Regions from separate parts of the Mus musculus genome. Here region 2 is linked to region 1. A link is a contact called in public Hi-C data. All regions are on one chromosome and are shown on one strand. The core of a region is the stretch at or near the end of the contact, and the rest is flanking DNA. Distances in the headings are between cores, read along the strand shown. Region 1 overlaps Gm30081 (a long non-coding RNA gene). Region 2 holds the start of Galnt2 (polypeptide N-acetylgalactosaminyltransferase 2).

Evidence for each region. A called contact is a pair of places that touch in the nucleus more often than the background predicts.
Region 2: a contact with region 1 is called in a Hi-C map of the N1E-115 cell line, with 4 times the contacts expected there. The contact joins the promoter of Galnt2 here to the enhancer-like site in region 1. A contact is called at or near these places in 7 of 484 Hi-C or Micro-C datasets (the N1E-115 cell line, cerebral cortex, forebrain and 3 more), 9 of 115 datasets of contacts at active chromatin or transcription factors (double positive thymocytes, embryonic forebrain, embryonic hindbrain and 2 more) and 1 of 9 other capture datasets (pancreatic islet).

What each region holds. Positions count from the first base shown.
Region 1 is chr8:124,139,082-124,141,781 of GRCm38.p6, reverse strand. It overlaps Gm30081 (a long non-coding RNA gene), which reads left to right. Exons shown (of 6, transcript XR_879345.1): 5 at 1-1,811; 6 at 2,623-2,700. Among named protein-coding and RNA genes, the nearest start is that of Gm30081, 13 kb to the left of the region's middle. Within about 2 kb of position 1,256, at least 21 of the 459 cell types and tissues checked have an H3K27ac peak or open chromatin away from gene starts, as enhancers often do. A contact at or near this core is called in the N1E-115 cell line and embryonic forebrain, where this site is marked.
Region 2 is chr8:124,230,022-124,232,721 of GRCm38.p6, reverse strand. Galnt2 (polypeptide N-acetylgalactosaminyltransferase 2) reads right to left here and starts at 1,328. Exons shown (of 16, transcript NM_139272.2): 1 at 1,073-1,328. The coding sequence starts at 1,195.

The DNA.
Region 1 (2,700 bases), core at 7-2,506:
AATGGTGCTGTCCTCAAGTGGGAGCCTAGTGTGACATGCACTTGGCCCAGAAATCCAGCAGGTGCGTCTCTTCCTGGTTTAGATTTCTCTCCTTTCCTTCAGTAAACCCAAAGAGCTATTCACGTTTCATTAAATTGATTCAGATTGAATCTAAATGAGGGTTAAATATAATTTTCTGAACACTACCAAGCTGCAATTCCTGTGCCTAAATAAAAAAATAACAAACGATTGAAAAGGAGGTGCCAGTGGGGCTTCACGGATGGGGGGAGCGGTTCAAGCCCTCTGCATTTGCTTCAGATAATTCGATTTGCTATATGTCTGTGAGTGCATTTCTCCAGCCACCCCAGACACATTCCAGGCATAGGAGACTCACGAGCCAGCCACCTTAGCAATAGAGGAGGCAGACAAGAGACACCAGCAGAGGTGGGCGCCCCAACGGAGTCCCTGGGGACTGATTATGCTGCCCAACCATTGTCCTTTGTGTTTGTGTGATGAAGTCGTGGTTAAAGCACAGTTCCTCGCACTTTGTTGCCAGCTCTCGGGACAGCATTAAGCTTCCCTTCTGGACTCAGAGTCTCCTGTTGAAAAGCGATCAAAACAATCCTAGGAGCAGGTGGACGATAAATTAATGAACACAATCTCTTGCTTCAAATTGCACCCGGGAAGAAATTAATTACCGGGCAAATGAGAAACAAAGAGGGATCCCCGCCCCCTGCAGCCTCCAAGCCCTTTGCGATTTTGTTCTCCTGAAATCTAATTTCCGAGAAACACTTCAGGGAGGCCGCGGAGCCCGCATTAGATTCTTAGCAGCGCACTAATGGGCAGCCATCATTCCTCAGTAAGGAGCCTGCGCCCTGCGACAGGGCCAGGACTGACAAGAGCGATATTTCAGGGGAGCAGCAGCTGTTCCCAGCACAGTTAATAAGCAACAGGCAGATGGGGTGCCAACGGAGCTGGGGGGCTGGACCCCCCGAAGGTAGATGTAAACTTTATTTATAGGATAATCTGTACAAGTGCATAAAAATCTTTATTTTTCCATAGCGAACATTTCATTCCTGCCCAGAATGTAAACATGTCTTCCAGGGCTCTCAGCTGTCCTTCACGGAGTTTCTGAGGAGCACGTTGCCTCTGACAATGTCACCCTGGCAGCTATTTATAGGACCCTGCCACTCGGTAGGATCTAAGGGAAGCAGAGCTGGGTGACCTTGTGAACAGGGCCGCTGGCCCCTAAATCTCTCCTCTGTCACACATGAGCTAGAGGCTTGCCTCCTCCCTTTGCCTTGGGCTGATGGATCCCACTGCCTTGCCTTCAGCTCCACCCTCTCCGTGGGAAACGTAAAGCCCATAGCCCCTTCACTGGACCAGTTGCAATATTAACTTATCTCCAAGGCTTGCTCAAGGATGCATAGGCCACACCTGTGCCCTGTTTGGTTGAAGACCACAGACTCCCCTATAGCCACAGGGCTGTGATCAGCCGACTGCCCAGATGCCTGGCCAGGAACACAGGCAGAATTCTAACTCAGACACTCAATGCTGACAACCGGCAGCCACACGGGCTGTGCCTCGTACTTCAGAGGCTGCGGCCATATTCTCCAGGGACACATTGTTTCTAGCTCACGGTGAACTCTCTATGGAACGTCACTTAACAGCTCAAAATTATATACTCAGTCACCCGAAGCTCCAGTGCCATAATTAATGGCTTGGTCCTGCCAGGGGAACACCTGAAGACAGTCAAGTAAGGGACATGGGGTAGCTGAGAAAGAAGCCCAGAGCACCTATTCGTTTGTATCTTCGGTCAAAGATGCAAAATGGTTAGTTTTTTTGGTCTGTTTGTTTGTTTGTTTGTTTGTTGGTTTTGGTTTGGTTTTTTTTTTTTTTAGCTATATATTTATGCCAGAGCCTCAGGTCACAGACTTTTTTCTGACACATAAGAACTAAGAGGCGTTGTGTACCCCTTAGGTCATACCAGGGTCCCACAGCCACCACGAGTTGCTGGCATTGTCTGACAGCATGCATCCAACAAGGGATCTAGCTCTTCCAATACTTTTGCCAACAAAACCATCATATGTCTACCCAACCACACTTAACACTTCTTGACACTTCTAAATGGCTCTCTTAAAGGGGAGGAGTGATTTGCATGCAACAGGAGTAGACACCAGGGAAGGAAGCAGGCGTGTCTCGACGTAGGAGTCTGTGTCATAGGGCTCTCTTTTTGTGCTCGAGGGTGTGAGACTGGTGTTTGTGTTGATATGGCATCTCCAGGGTTGCAGAGGCTTCCTCAAGGCCCGTTTGTTGCATTTGGAGCCCCTGGTGCTCTACCAAACACTCCTATGTCAGGCGAGTTTCAAATAGAGTCAAGAGAGCCACTGGCTTAAGAAGGGGAGGTGGCTCAGTTGGTAAAGCACTTGCCTTGCAAGCACAAGGACCCATGTTTAATACCCATCACCCGAGTAAAAGCCAGCTTGGTGGTCTATACATATCATTCCAGCCTGGGAAGCCAAATGAGGCTAACTGAGGGGGTTTTTTTTGTTGTTGTTGTTTTTGGTTTGTTTTTTTTTTTTTTTTGGTTTTCTTTTTTTTTTTAATAAGAAGAGAATATTATTTTCTCTTTTTGTCACTTAGAATTAACTAAAGATGTTGTCTACTGATGTCACTAAAATTGCCATTTCTGGGACAAAAGCAAAGATGGAAGACTTCCCA
Region 2 (2,700 bases), core at 79-2,578, 91 kb before region 1:
GGCGGCTGCTCATGGGCAGTCCATCCTACTCAAGATTCTACCCCCTATCTCCCTAAGCCGCGATCTACCTCCATTCTTTTCTGGTCGTGTACTGTTACTCAAAATCAAGTAAGGAGGGCTACAAATCTTTGGAAAAGATAACTATATTTCGAAGCTCGTTAGCTAGTAAAACACCACAAACCCCTCAGGAGAGAATACAACAGCCTAGACAGCACCAACCAAGGCAAGGATCCCACGCTCGCTCGGTGTCCACTCGGTACCCAAGCCGAGATGACTGCCGAATCAGAACCTGTAAGCTCTAAGACTCCCGGCCTCACTACCGAACCCACCAGAGACACACACCGAGGAGGGACTTGGGGTTAGGAAATGCGGACTTGGGGTTAGGAAATGCAAGCGCAAAAGGCTAGGTAGTTCCCGCCGCCGTGAGCGGCCAAGGGCCGAGGTGGGCAGTGTAGCAAGTAGAACGGGAGGTCTGACAGAACCACGGTACGACCTCACTGCCGGGGTGCTGGATGGGGAGGATAGGGAGGGATCACGCCTCTGATCACTGGAGCACCAGGGTTCCAGCCCGACCAAGGTCCCCAAGATCTGGGCGCAAGACGAGAGGGTCGCGGGTTCCAGTTGGGCGGAATGTGGCTCGGGGAGCACCGGGTTTCGGGTGACAACGATCCCCAAGATCCCGGAGCAGGGAGTGGGGCTCCGGGGTGATCTGGGCGGAGTACGGAGCAGGGGGCAGGGAGTCCGGCGGAAGGGTTGTCCCTATGATCCCGGCACAGGGAGTGGAGCGCAGTGTCGCCAGCGAGATAACAGCCTCCAAGATCCTGGCGCAGGGCGGTACGTGGCTCCGGGTGCCCGCGCCCCGCATGCGGGAGGCAAGTCGCTGCACCCAGAGCCGCGGGTGAGCCGGACAGGGCCGGAGCTCGCGCCGCTGGCCTGAGGGCCCGGAGAAAACTTGAGGCGCGCGTCCCGGCCAGGGTCCCCACATCTGCTGCCCCGAGCCGGGGAGCACTCTCGGTGCACGGCGCCTCCCCGCTGCAGGCCCGGGTCGGCGCACAGGCCTCGCGGCACTCACCTTCCTGCCGGCGCCGCCCCCGCCCGCGGCCAGCGCGGAGCCGCCCCCCGAGTACATGTAGTAGGCGATGCCCAGGACCCAGAGCAGCGCGAAGCACAGCAGCATCCGCGAGCGCCGCCGCATCCTCGCTCTGGGCGGCCGCCGGGCAGCCTGGCGGCGCGGCGGGCGGAGCGCGCGGCGGGCGGAGCTCGGGGCGGCGGCGCGGGAAGACGCGGCGCTCGGCGGGCGGCGCTCGGCGCTCGGCGCTCGGCGCCCGGCAGGAAGCGGCGGCCCAGCGGCGGGGTCAGGGAGCAAAGGGCGACCAATCGACGCTGAGGGGCGGGCGCGGGGGCGGAGCCGAGTCTCCATGGCAGCGGCGCCCCGCCCACTGCGCGCCCCCGGGAGTGGCAGGTGGAGGCAGCGGGCGCGGACGCGCGGTTCCCCAAAGACTTGGAATGGGCCAGTCTGCAGAGATCGCCCCGGCCCGCCATCCGTCACATTCACTATTTGGGCAATAGTGGGTTCTTGGGTTTTTATTTTTTATTTGTGCTTTCTCTTTTTTAATATAAGGTCTCATCCTATAATCCAGACTGACCTCGAACTCACCATCCAGCCCATGCTGGCCTCAATCTCGCAGCACTCCTTTTGCATCAGACTTCTGAGTCCTGGGATAACAGGAATGCACTGCCCTGTGGTCTGAACAAGACTAAGACAGGGAAGGTAGATTTCAAGGCGCTTGCTTGTAAGGATGACCCTTCCTGCTCTTAAAAGCAAAATGGAATGGTGGTGGTTTTAAATAAACGTGAAAAAGAGGGGAGATAGATGGTAATTTATGTTTTTAAATCTTTTCGGTTTTTTATTGGTTGCTTTCTTGAAGGAATGAGGTGAGCATAGTAACCCACTTAATAGAGCAGGCAGCAGCGAGTTCCCTGACAGCAGCTCTGGTGACTGTAACCTTGTCCATGACCTTGTGACTCTAAGTCCCTGTGTCTGGAAAAGAATTTCCAGTACTTGAGAGCCTGCAAATATTTCTGAGATCTGCCCACACTGCAGGAGGAAGGAACTCCCTGGGCGGCAGTCTGCCCAATCCTGAACAAAGAGCACCGCAAGCCTTGGGCTACCAGGATTCTGAGCCTCACCTGAACTTCAGACTTCTCAGAAGTGAGAAGGGAAAGCCTCTTAGTTCCACCAGACACCCCATTCCTGAAGACACCCCATTCCTGAAGACATCCCATTCCACCAGGCACCCCATTCCACCAGGCACCCCATTCTGCAAACACCCTTCACAGAAGACAGGTTTCTCATACCCTAAGAAGTTCCGTTCCAAGTACTAGAATCCGAGCACTGTACTGACCAGGGAAGAGATTTGTAAAATACTGAAGAGATGACAGGCTTGAAAACACCCAAGAGTCTTGGGGACAGTCAGATAAGTGGGAACAACTGTTGCCCCTCAGAGGCCTGGGAGTGAAGGGAAAGAAGAGGAAGCAGGACAAACCCCAAAGAGCAGGAAAGAGACAAGCAAGTGGCCCCTCCCCCAGCATAGCATCAGCATCAGTATCTGTTGAAAACTGCAGAGGACAGAAGAGAAAGTCCCCACCCGGAGCCCTGCCTCCAAATGCTTCCTATCTGAGAAGTCAAAGGACAGCAAA